Linked DNA regions of Sus scrofa: all the other regions are linked to region 1. Evidence: chromatin contacts called from public Hi-C data. All regions are on one chromosome and are shown on one strand. The core of a region is the stretch at or near the end of the contact, and the rest is flanking DNA. Distances in the headings are between cores, read along the strand shown.

Region 1 (4,604 bases), core at 1,296-3,795:
CTGGCTGTGTGGCCTGCAGTCACTTGCTTAACTATTCTGAATCTCAGTTATCTCACTTTTTATTTGTTTATTATTAATCTACGTATTTATTTATTTTTAAAATTTGTGCAGCGTATGGAAGTTCCTGGGCCAGGGATTGAATCCAAGCCACCTCTTCCACCTACACTGCAGCTATGGCAATGCTGGATCCTTTAACCCACTGCGCTGGCCAGGGATGGAACCCATGCCTCCACAGCAATCCAAGCTGCTGCAGTCAGATTCTTAATCCACTAAGCCACAGCAAGAACTGCAGTTACCTAATTTTAAAAATAGGGTGGGAGTTCCAGCTATGATGCAACAAGATCAGCGATGCCTCTGGAGTGCTGGGACACAGTTCAATCCCTGGTCCGGCACGGTGGGTTAAATATCTGGCATTGCCACTGCTTCAGCATAGGCAGCAAGAGGGACTCAGATCTGATCCCTGGCCTGGGAACTCCATATGCCACAGGGCAGGACAAAAATGAAAATAAATAAATAAATAAAATTTGTTTAAAAATAAATAAGTAAATAAATGAATTATAAAAATAGGGTGGTGGGAATTCCTGTTGGAGCTCAAAGGTAATGAATCCAACTAGAATCCATGAAGATGTGGGTTGGATCCCGGGCCCCACTCAGTGGGTTAAGGATCCAGCTTTGCGGTGAGCTGTGGTGTAGATCACAGATGCAGCTCTGATCTGGCATTGCTGTGGCTGTGGTGTAGACCAGCAGCTACATCTCCGATTTGACCCCTAGCCTGGGAACCTCCATATGTTATGGGTGTGGCTCTAAAAAGACAAAAAAAAAAAGGTGATAATATCCAACTCTCAAGCTAGAGATGAAGATTAAATGAGTGCACATATAAAGAGGACCTAGGTCAGATCTCTGGAGTTTCCTTTGTGGCGCAGTGGAAACAAATCCAACTAGGAACCATGAGGTTGCAGGTTCGATCCCTGGCCTCGTTCAGTGGGTTAAGGATCCAGCATTGCCATGAGCTGTGGTATAGGTCACAGATGCAGCTCAGATCCGGCGTTGCTGTGGCTCTGGCGTAGGCCAGCGGCTACAGCTCCGACTGGACCTCTAGCCTGGGAACCTCCATGTGCCGCAAGTGTGGCCCTAAAAAAATGACAAAAGAAAAAAAATAAAGAATTTTAAAAAAAGAGGACTTAGGTCAGATCTTTAAAATAAATGATCACCAATAAGAGTAAATCTGCCTAGAAATGTGAAGAAGAAAATATCAGCCAAGCAATAGAAATATGACAGGAATACTGATAGGTTACAGAAAAATAAATATAAACGGCTCTCACCCATTTGAAAAGATGTTTGACCTCACTTACAATAAGAAAAATGCAAGTCAAAACTAAATAAGGATATCATTTTTCACCTATTGGGTTGGCAAAAATTCAATTCAAAAATTGTACAACACATGCTCTGTAATAAATAGTGGGATTTGGCACTCTCACACATTGCTGGCAAGAGAGCAAAATGGTACACAACACTTTGGGGAGCTCATCAGCAATCCCTATCAAAATTATGAATGCATTTACTTTTTTACTCGACAATTTCACTCCTGCGAATTCTCTTTCTTTCTTTTTTTAACTGCTGTACTTAAACCAGCATGAAGTAAAGTGACAGATAAACCCCATTATTAATTGCAGAATTGTGTGCATGCATGAGCAAGTGGCTGGAAATACCCAAGTGTCCATCTAAAGAGGAGTGGATGAATAAACCTCGGTGCTTCCACACAATATAACACAGTTGTAAAAAGGAGAAGGCAATTCTCTGTGCCCTGTGGAAATCTCAGGGCAACTATAAAGTGCAAGAGGCAGGATGCAAAACAATACATAGAGTCTCCTAATGTCTATGTAAAGAGAAGGTAAATAAGAATTTACTTATATTTGTTTATATCTGCACAAACATAAACACCAGAAGGCTATGCAAGAAATTAAAAAGAGTGGTTACATTTAGAAGGCTGAAGGTGGAAATTGGGTAGGTGGAATCAGGAGTTAGAATAAGACTTCTTCTGATCTCTTTTTTTTTTTTTTTTTTTTTTTTTTTGTCTTTTTGCTATTTCTTGGGCCGCTTCCATGGCATATGGAGGTTCCCAGGCTAGGGGTCGAATCGGAGCTGCAGCCACCGCCTACGCCAGAGCCACAGCAACGCGGGATCCGAGCCGCGTCTGCAACCTACACCACAGCTCACGGCAATGCCGGATCGTTAACCCACTGAGCAAGGGCAGGGACCGAACCTGCAACCTCATGGTTCCTAGTCGGATTCGTTAACCACTGCGCCACGATGGGAACTCCTTGATCTCATTTTTATTTTTTTTGAGCTATGTGAACATATGACCAACTCTGTGCAATCAAAATAAAGAAAATAATTAACATCTTCTAAAACAAATAAGGATTTCTCAAGTCAGAACCCATATTTGAATTCTCTGTCATTTTGAATACCTCTATGTCCCTGTTCTAGGTTGTATACTGCCCTTTAACCTGGGTGGCCAGGCATTGTTTACTCTCGGTCAGGAAGTTCAAGGCATACTTTTTACTGAACCAACGAACAAATGAACCAGCTTGCTGCTTTCAGTTGCAAAGAGAATGATCATTAGCTGACTGGGTCAAAAATGTTCAAAGAACCAAGCCAAGGCATGCAAACAATGACATTTTCATTTTTAAAATGGAAAGTAGAAACTAGACCACTGAAGGAAGAACTTAATGACCTGAAAGGGGAAAAAGAAAACTACATCTATATTCCTTCTCTGAACTCCATGGAAGACTTTAATCCACCTTCCTTTCTGGGATTTACATTTGAAACTGAACCCGAATGCAAAGTGGTGCAGGCTCCACAGGCTGGGAAAGAGGCATTTATCTACAAGGTCATGTTAAACCTGGGGAGGGACTTGTTAGGTCAAAGAGAAGAACTCTCAACTCTTTCCTCATCACCAATCCCCTAGGAAGAATAGGGGTGGAGGAAGATCACCCCAGACGGAAGACCGATAAAATAACTTCTATGCCAAGAAGCCAATAAAAATTTGTTCATCCATGCTTTTCCTTCCTGAATCCACAATAATTTATACAAAAATGCCATCTCCTTACTGCAGGGTGCCTGATTTATAGATTGGGCATCTGTTTCATATCAAGGGCCCCTGAATGGAACAACACTCTATGTTCTAACAAAACAGAGAACTCATTTCATAAATCACTTTCGACCTATCAGATATCTCACACTGAATTTCTTTTAAATCCAGGCACATTTTTCTTTCCCTCAGAGCTTGCCCTGCATGTTGCTGTCAAGTACCAGAAACACACATGTACTTGAAGTTTTTAAAAGATTCCAGAAAAGCAATAGCAAACCTAGTTATCAGTCTGTTTCTTTTGTTTTATCCTATAAGAAGAAGCTTTTTCTTTTTTAAAAGAAGAACCCTTTATAAATGTTTTCAAAAGGAACCATTTTTAAAAATCCATGTCCTCAGAGAGCCTCCAAGTCCATAAATTTGCAAACAAATGGAATTTACTTTGTCACTTTCTGTTCCTTTGCCCAGAGCAGACATTACTAATGGATCACCTCCTTCCCTCTGAGCTTGCTTCAAGTCCTATTGTCTTTCTCAGCCCAAAGTTGAAGACAGCCTCTATGAGGGAGCATCAATTAACATGCAGCATAGAAGAGTCCAATCCGATCACTTTTAAGATAATAGAACCACACGACAGAAGAGGAAAGAGGCTTTGCTACAGTCACACAGTGAATGACTGATGCACATGATACATATTTCTAAGTACTGAAACTCACTGTTGTCCTTCATCCACACTGACACATGACCTTTAGAAGGTCAGGTTGGTGTCTGGGAGGTGAGGCAAATGGGAGGAGTGGTTTTGTTTTTCTTTCTTTTTTTCTTTTTAGGGCTGCACCTCAGGCATGTGGAAGATCCTGGGCTATAGGTGGAAGCTAGGTTCCCAGAGCTGCAACTGCCGGCCTATACCACAGCCATAGCAACAACGGAGCAGAGCCGAATGTGCAACCTACACCAAAGCTTGAAGCAATGCTGGATCCTTAACCCACTGAATGAGGCCAGAAATGGAACCCACATTCTCATGGATACTAGTTGGATTCTTAACCTGCCGAGCCACACTGGGAACTCTTGGTTCTGTTTTTCAACAGAGCTTTCTTCAAAAGAAATCCTTACACACCAAACCCATCCCAATTAGCCATGTTTTTCAAATAAAGAATTTACTAATCATTCCAATATAAATGATTCAGAAGCTCTCAGCAGCCTGCTGCTCTAAATACTATTTTGTATCAGTGATAACCTTCTTTTCCCATCAAATATGCTTCCTCCTCAAGGAAGAAGAGATAATTGTTATGAAATAGGAAATTATTTTTCATTTGGGCTAACACAAAGGACACTGTAATGAGCTTGGATACACAGACAGTACCCTCCATCAAAGTTACACAATGACATGGTAAAGCGCAGTGGCTCTTCTATCAATTTATTACAGAGTTTATTAAATCTCAACTGGGTTTTGCTTTTTTCTTTCTTTTGCCTCATTGAAACTTCTTGGAATTACAGAATGTCAGACAGGATGGGACCTTAC
Region 2 (4,265 bases), core at 1,484-3,983, 150 kb after region 1:
GCTTTTTCATTTCTTTTGCTTAAAACTGACAAGCTGTGAAAACATTATGAACCAATAGAGTTACTAGCCCGATCCAGTTCACTATTTCCTAGATAAAAATGTTTAAACATTTAGGGTTTAGGTGGATGGTGGCGGGGGCAGTTGGATACTGTGGATAAGTGAATTCTGCCCAAGAGGGACTCCTGGGTATGTTTGGCTCTTTGGAGAGAATGGTGAACTCTTTGGGACCTTAGAAACTTAGAAGCCTGTCTCACACCGCAGCTGAACCCTAGCCCTATATGTTCAGTATTATACTGTACTAGGGCTTTTGAAAGAGAATAAAAGGTACATTTACTGCTCTTGGGGCATCCTTAGGCTTGGTAAAATGAAGCTGTAAATTTCGACAAGTCTAAATGATAATTGAGGCAGAAAGAAGGTACTATTTTATTTAATTCTACACCTAACAGAAACCTAACCATTTCCAGCCAAGCAGTAGAAATAACAACAGAAACAGCAGTTGGCATTAATTGATTCATTCAACAAATGTTTAGTGGCTGCTTCCTATGTGTCAAGCACTGTTCTAGAATATAATGACCCACGCAGTGGACGCACAGTTTGCTCGGGTGTATCATGTAGGCATTGGGAATGCATCGGATACGACCCAGGCCCACTTTCATTTTAATGAGTTGAGCAGATAAAAATTTATCACTGCATGTCATCGTGGCTGCCTTGGAAGTGTGCTCAGTGACAAATGCTTTGAAGAATACGGAGCGATAAGTCTGGTGAGGACACCTGAAAAGAAGTGACATTTGCCTTCTTTGCATATCTTTTTTTTTCTGTGCGTCCTTCTGCTCTTGTCATCTTCTTAGGTGGGTTATTGGGTAGTTAAGGAGACTGTGGTTGAGTCAAGTCAGTCCTTTTGCTTTGGGACGTAAAATTCAGCTGCCTGGTTCATGGATAGTGTATGGGCAGCAGCATCTTCATGCCTCGTAGTTTGTTTCTTAAATGATGGCTAAGAGAGTTAATGATGCTAAAATCAAAACAGAGTTTAAATTGTGAAAGCAATTTCAAGCAGTTTAAATTTTATGTCATTTCAGTAGTTGCCTACTTCCTAGGCCTCTATGGCTTTTGAAATCCGTGAGTTGAAGATAAATGTCTTCGCTTGTGACATAATGATTTGTTTCACAAATTTTTTGAATCAGCCAAGCCTGTTTGAGTTGTGTCCTTATAAAAGAAAGACTTCCAAAATTCAAACAGGGGTTTTGGTTTTTTTTTTTTTTGAGTCAGCCCTTACTGAACTTTCCAAGAATTTCCAGGCCCTTGGGTTTAACACAAACTGTAGTTTAATGAGCTCGCCAGGTACTTTCAATCCCATTTCAAGGTTTACCATAGCTCTACTTGAGCAGTTTGGACATTATTATAGTAAAAGGGCAAATGTAGTGGGCATTTTATTCAGGCTGTTGCAGTAGAGAAAACTTTCATTAATGAGCAAAGTCACAAGGTAGAGAGAGAAACTCTGATAAAACAGGAGAATCATTTGAGAAGGTCCAGTTGGGTCTTAGCTCAGAATATTCCAAGGCTGAGTGGCCCTTTGCTGTTAGCCCTTTCTTGGAATACAAAAGGGTCACCAAAAAGAGGAGGCATGTCTTGAACTGGACTCCTTGCCTTGGCCTTGAAGTTCAACACTGTCAGAGTATACAGGACAAAAAGGTACTGCTGATTCCAGCTTTCACTTAAAAGCTTCAGTAGGTAATCAGAGAAGTGTCACTTATAATTAGTGACATTTGATCATAACAGTTTCGTGGTAGCTTGCCTCATTGTGCTCATTTGATGGTTTTAAGATAAAAGTACAGGATTTTTTAATCCTTACCATTTTTCTGAAGCTGAAATCTAGAGCAATGCTGTTGTTTATTCTTTCCTCTTCTTAGGTTAATCATATGATTTTTCTAGGAGTGGAGACTAGTTATACCTTGCAGGTCTGTTTGGGGTTTTACAAATTTGAATCCCAGCCTCCGTATGGATACAACCATAAATATAAAGGGACAGAGGCCTACTCTCTTAGCATTTTGTTGGTCTGCTTTCAGGAACTGTTTGCTATGGTTTATAGATCTTATTCTCTTGTAACATTGGGATTCTGTTTCCTTTAGGGACTGCAGGAAGCACAAGCTGGGGAATGATTTTACATAACAATCAGGAGAAAATGTTACTTATTTATAAGTTACTCAGGGCCTGAAGGCCTTAGGGTACAACACATAATGCAATATAGAAAACAAACCAATTTTCCTTGACATTTAGCTGTAAATTGAAATTAATTCAAATAAAATACCTGCGATGAAACACTTCAGCAGTGGAATTGTGCGAACTCCTCGGCTTTCTGGTTTTGTCATTTTAGATTTAACTTCCAAAGTGTGTCCTATCAACTTATTAGCTGGATCAAATCCCCCAGCCAGCCACATTTCCCTGTACTTTCTTTGTAGGTGAAAAACTACTGGAGTATTTAAAATTTTATGTGTTTGGTTCAGTGTGGATTGTATCTTTCCTGCTTGTCATTCCCTTGTGTCCAGCCCTGCTTCTGGAGTCTGTGCCGGTTGGGGAGATGAGGGGGGGTGAGGGGACCGGAGAAGCAGTGTACTGCTGGGTGTGTGTGTGTGTGTGTGTGTTCATGATACCATTTTTGGGTAATGGATGACTGCAAAACATCGAGGTCTGCCTACTTGTGGGCAAATGACATAACCAACAGCTTACTGAACGCCTTGCCAAGACAAATAGGATTGAGCTGTTCCCACTCCTGGCTGTACCCGCCTAAGCTGAATTTCATTCTGTCCTTGGCTCTGGCTTTCTCTAACCTGGAGAAACGTGCTGACATTTGGGCCCAAAGGGGAGGGAGGAGAGGACCAAAAAATAGAGTGTGGTAAATTTTTTTTTTTTTTTTTTTTGTCTTTTGTCTTTTTAGGGCTGTACCTGCAGCGTATGGAGGTTCCCAGGCTATGGGTTGAATTGGAGCTACAGCTGCCAGCCTATACAACAGCCACAGCAACTCTAGATCTGAGCCACATCTGTGACCTACACCACAGATCATGGCAACCCTGGATCCTTAACCCACTGAGTGAGGCCAAGGATTGAACCTCCGTCCTCATGGATACTGGTCAGGTTCGTTAACCATGGAGCCACCACCCATTTTTTTTTTTTTTTTAAATTAGGGTACAATTGATTTACAATGTTGTGTCAATTTCTGCTGTATAGCAAAGTGACCCAGTCATACATATATATACATTCTTTCTGGATGTAGTAAAGTTTTAATATTCCAAATCAGGAAATAAATGTTAAAGCACAGAAAAGGCAGAGAGCAAATTCTACCTGCATGAAGTTCAGAGGCCAGCCTCAGCAATCAGGAAGAGACGGAGGAGGACTTACAGTTTCTGCCAGTTGGACTGGTGCTTCGTGGGAAGTGAGCTAACACATTTTTTTTTTTTTTGCTCCCTCTCATCACCACCCTTTCTGACCTCTGGTGATCATCCTGAAGTCCCTGGGAGGGCACACAGGCCTGGCAGGAAATGCTGGAGCCTCCGTTGAAGAGCCCTCCCCAGGTGGCTGCCAACTCCATCCACACCCTTCCAGTGTCCCCGCCAGAGGCTGACCTTAGGGTCAGCCCCAAAGAGCCACCTAATGTGTTTTTCCTTTATGTAAAAAATAAATTGCAGCAGGGAAAATCTGACTCTTGAATTATGAGAAATACTGTTTTACTTTTAAAGAATTAAAAAAAATATATTATTACCACCCTCATGCTTGTTTCTCCAGCATGCCTTACTCACTGCTCCATTTAAGCACCCAGAGCAGGAATTGGCACATACCAAGTACCTGGTAAATTTTCATTGAAAGAATCTATGATCCGTAGACCACTGGCTTCAGAAGTTCCTGGGTGGTCGTTAGAAATGCAGATTATTGGGCACACTCTTGGCTTTGAGAATCAGAACACCTGGGAGAGAGGCCAGACAACCTGCATTTTAAGATAGGCTTCTCCAGCAGGTTCATGTCTGACCTCACATTTGAGCACTGCTGCTCTAACACAGCAACTATTTTCAGTTTTTCTATTGTAACCTGACAATTTTAGTTCCCATTTTCCAATCCACACTTCCCACCTCAGTGCAGCAATATCATATAATAAATATCCCCAGTATAACAAGTGAGTGCCAACAGTATATAATTCATACTTACCCATTATACATTTTGATGTTACCCAGCAGAACTGGCCGTCTCTGTATTACCTAACCAATTCCCTATTTTTG
Region 3 (4,030 bases), core at 1,487-3,986, 240 kb after region 1:
CCAGAGATCCCTATGGCCCCTGAGAGAACTTCTGTTTTGAGTTAGGGTGGAGGGAGGGAGGGGGAAGACATTCAGACCCTCAGACCCCGATCGACCATCTCTCACTGCCCAGCTGTGTGGCTTCTGGCTTGTCCTTGATCCAGTGTTTCTATTCATCTATAAAGATGACTCTGTCAGTGTGCTTGTTTGTACTTCCCGGATAAGGACTAGATCTAATCATGCATTTAAAGCACATAGCCCAACAGTGGCATGTGGCAGGCATTCAACGAATAATTGGTCCCTTCTGGCCCTTTTCTGCCCAGAGTAAGAGTTTCTTTCTTGCTCTGTACGCTTGAGGACTCCATTTATATTTGTCATAGAGACAGAGAAACTTGGTGTTGGCTCATTTGAGAGTGAAGATGAGTTAACTTGGAAATAGAAGTAAAGTCAATGAGGAGTTCCTGTTGTGGCTCCGTGGGTTAAGAACTTGACATATTGTCCTTTCTTGAGGATTCGGGTTGGATCCCTGGCCTTGCTCAATGGGTTAAGGGCCTGGCATTGCCACAAACTGTGGCATAGGTTGCAGATGGTGCTCAGATCCAGTGTTTCCATGGCTGTGGTGTACACCAGCTGCAGCTCTTACTCGACTCCTGGCCTTGGAACTTCCATGTGCTACTGGTATGGCTATAAAAAGAAAAATAAAAATTAAAAAAAAAAAGAAAGAAAGTCACTGAGAATATAGGATTTGATTTATTCTGATTTCCATGTATGTGTAGTTGGAGATTATTTGTGTAAACACTGAAAAGTGCAGTGTTGTTTCATATACCATGTCATCAAACACAGGAGGAGTTTCTTGGTGGCAAGAGCAGGCCTGAGGTGTGTTTACAGAGGACAGTTTTAGCATCATAATGCTACTCCATGGCCCCTTTTTTCTTACCAGAAGAGATATTCACAGTTATATCCCATAAAGAGATAAAGAGAAGAACGGAATTTGAGGTCAAGGAATGTTCAGTTCCTGCTGGGAAGAAGCAATGATTTCGTTGATCTCCTTTTAGAACTTTGAAACTCCTGTTTATCATCTGTTCATGTTGATTAATAGCAGGATCCAGCCAAGCAGAGTCACAAATCCTCAAGATTAAAAATTAGTTGACTGCAGCAGAGACCCACCGGTGTATTGTCTCCATAACAACTCGCTCATGTTGTTGATGTGAGGCACGGCACTTTCTTATTGCTAATCACACTGGTTAGCTCTATAAATTATAATATCCCTTCGTATCATGTTAACTCATAGAGTAATGAGTTCTCTCTGAAGTCATTTGGAAGCTTCAATTTGTCACAAATTTTTGTTCCTTGGTAATGATTACATTTAAGCTTACCATTATTAAAATATTATATTTGTTATCACCGCTTTAGATTTAATACAGTTGAAAATAGGAGGTTTTTATGAATTTTTACTTAATAGCAGAAATGTGGTGTAGCTTGGCCTATTTTTTCTCTCCTTCCTTCCCTTCCTATTTCCTTTTAAATGCTTGAGGGATATTTTCAGTGTGTCCCTCTTGCAAAGAATGGAATGCAGGTAAAGCAGGACGCACCTGTGGCTGTCCCATCCCTAGTCCGGCAGACTATAGCACCACCTAACCAGCTTCCTAGTGCATTGCATTTTTAGGATTTCAAGAAAGGCATTTTAGGTGCCCCCCCTCCCCCCCCCCCGCTTTGTAGTGGAAGGAAAATAACGTTACTTCCAGCTTTGTAGGTTTTGGCTGAGACACTCATTAATAAATGACAAATTAACAGGGAGAAAACAAACAGAAGTTTAATAGCATCTATGCTTCTTGTATACATGAGAGAGACCTGGGAAACCTGAATAAAATTTCCTGAAATAACCTAAGTAATCCCTTAAATACCTTCTCCAGCTAAAAACAGAAGAAGATGTTGGACATAGTGTGGGCAGGGGAGTCAAATTAACTGGGACCATTGTAAATGAGGGTATGGTTGTTAGGCAGTTTTAAGTCTGATTCTCCCTTGATAAGTGTTCCTGGAGTTCCAGCCATCCTCCTTTTCCTGTCACACATGGAAAGAAATCCTTACAAATGGAGATGTCCTTTATCCATGTAAAATGTCTCTTAAAAAAGGTTAACTCCGTTTTCAGAGCTTCACCCATGTCTGCTGCTTCTTAAAGTGCTCAGCCTAAAATAGTCTTTTTTCCAAAGAGGCATATTTTGGGGTGGTAAATTCTGCTACCCTTCTGATTTTTCCTTCAGTGAAATGCTGGACAGAAGAGCTATAACGCACAGCCTTGCTGATCAGCTCCCTGCAGCACATCCCTGGTGGATGTCAGAGGCCCTGGACTCTGATCTGGCAGGATCCTTGACTCCCATTTTCTCCCATTTGCAGTGGGTTCCAAGATCTCTGTTCTGGTTGGAATTGTGCGAAGATCAACCTTTGTAAATTAGAAAATACATATGAAAGCATTCTGATTTGCAAACCATCCTCGGGTGATAATTACACAGTTTCATCAATTTTTAGAGTTGTTAAAAATGTGAAAAAGAAGATACACCAGAAACCATAGATTACTTGGCTTCCTTTTTGGGTTTGGATGATTCCTAAAATCTCAGTCTCAGATTCTGTGCCTCCTGTGTTTCCTCGCTCCAGGAAACTGTTTTTCCACTCCTCATAAAGACCAGCTCTATTTCCTGTTGTGAGCACTGCTGACCATGATTCTAGCAACTGACCCTAAGAGCAAAGGCCAACTCCCATTGAGAAATAAGGACTGCCTTTCTGCCAGGTCTGCTTGCATGCCTGCAGTGGCCGTGAGCCCCGCTAAGCCCCATTACCTCCGTTTGGTCTGGCTGACTCCCATCAAATGAACAGGGCAGTCAGGTTTTATTGATTTTCATGTGGTTCCTGCATTTTGGGGAGACTTGTTGACAATTTTTCATATGTCACTCCATTAAGAGAAAAGGAAGTCTGGCTCCACAGGAAACTGGAGGTCCCCTTCCATTAGGCATCCTGTGAACTTGAGCACATGTTAGGACTCCCAGAGAAGAGAAGGTACTGTTCCTCCATGCTGCTGGCCGCAGTGGAAACAGGGGAGCCACAAGTTCCCCTGCTGTGTTGAGGATTAATCTCTCTATCTAAACCTATTCCTTCTCTTGTCCCAAACCCTATTCCCCTCGGAATTGAGGAGTATCAAACAAAGGGGGATTGAACCCCAGCAGGGCTCTGTGGGGTCCTTTCATGTCCACTGTTTTTCCTAGGCCTTAGATGAGTTCCAAAGAGCAGAGGCAAGCCGTTACTAATTAGGGAAGTAAGGGCATGCAGAAACCACGGAAAAACAGTCAAGCAAGGAAAGTGATAATAGCTTAAACAATAGTTCAGCAATAAAACAGAGTCCTGGTTCCTCCTCAAGGGATGGATGTTTTAAAGAATTTGTTGTGTATCTTTGAGTTGTTCTGTAGAAACTAAGAACTCCACCTACCCAGGTGGTGGATGGTGACTACATGCAGATTACAGCACATAGAGCTCAGATTGGTTGGAACCAGAAGGTTGATGATGAAGATTCCTGAATCATCATCCTGTTACCTCACCACAAACCAATCAGAACAAAGTCCATGAGCTGCACCCTCACCCCAGATGTTGCCTTTAAAAACTTTTCCATTAAAAGAACCCTTCAATTCTTTTGAGCGTGAGCTGCCCATTCTCTTTGTTTGATGCCTGCAATAAACACTGTACTTGCCTTTACCACAAAGTGGCATCAGTAGATTGGCTTTGCTGCCTAGCAAACTTAGGGTTAGGGTTAACTAACTTAGGGACCTAAATTTGCTTCCATTAACACAATGGGGAGAACTTTCCAGCTTTCAGATCAGGTTGAGACTAATGTGCTCTGTGCATCTTATGGTAGAGGCAAGTTGACCTCTGGAAACTGGACTGTTGAGACGAAGGTTTAGTACTTGATATTCTCCCTTATTCATCTGAAATACTTCACCATAGAGAGGAGCATAGCTTGGTGTGTTCTCCTCGATTCCTTGTTTTCTGTAGCGCTGCAGCATTT

What was found. A called contact is a pair of places that touch in the nucleus more often than the background predicts.
Region 2: a contact with region 1 is called in a Hi-C map of liver, with 2.9 times the contacts expected there. The contact joins two enhancer-like sites. A contact is called at or near these places in 2 of 47 Hi-C or Micro-C datasets (liver and skeletal muscle) and 1 of 2 datasets of contacts at active chromatin or transcription factors (skeletal muscle).
Region 3: a contact with region 1 is called in a Hi-C map of liver, with 2.7 times the contacts expected there. The contact joins two enhancer-like sites. A contact is called at or near these places in 5 of 47 Hi-C or Micro-C datasets (brain, liver, omental adipose tissue and 1 more).

Annotation. Positions count from the first base shown.
Region 1 is chr13:47,622,307-47,626,910 of Sscrofa11.1, reverse strand. No RefSeq gene overlaps it. Among named protein-coding and RNA genes, the nearest start is that of MAGI1, 56 kb to the right of the region's middle. Within about 2 kb of position 2,545, at least 3 of the 83 cell types and tissues checked have an H3K27ac peak or open chromatin away from gene starts, as enhancers often do. A contact at or near this core is called in liver, where this site is marked.
Region 2 is chr13:47,469,594-47,473,858 of Sscrofa11.1, reverse strand. All of the region lies in intron 1 of MAGI1 (membrane-associated guanylate kinase, WW and PDZ domain-containing protein 1), which reads left to right. Among named protein-coding and RNA genes, the nearest start is that of MAGI1, 96 kb to the left of the region's middle. Within about 2 kb of position 2,733, at least 8 of the 83 cell types and tissues checked have an H3K27ac peak or open chromatin away from gene starts, as enhancers often do. A contact at or near this core is called in liver, where this site is marked.
Region 3 is chr13:47,385,372-47,389,401 of Sscrofa11.1, reverse strand. The region is part of intron 1 of MAGI1 (membrane-associated guanylate kinase, WW and PDZ domain-containing protein 1); the gene reads left to right. Among named protein-coding and RNA genes, the nearest start is that of MAGI1, 180 kb to the left of the region's middle. Within about 2 kb of position 2,736, at least 3 of the 83 cell types and tissues checked have an H3K27ac peak or open chromatin away from gene starts, as enhancers often do. A contact at or near this core is called in liver, where this site is marked.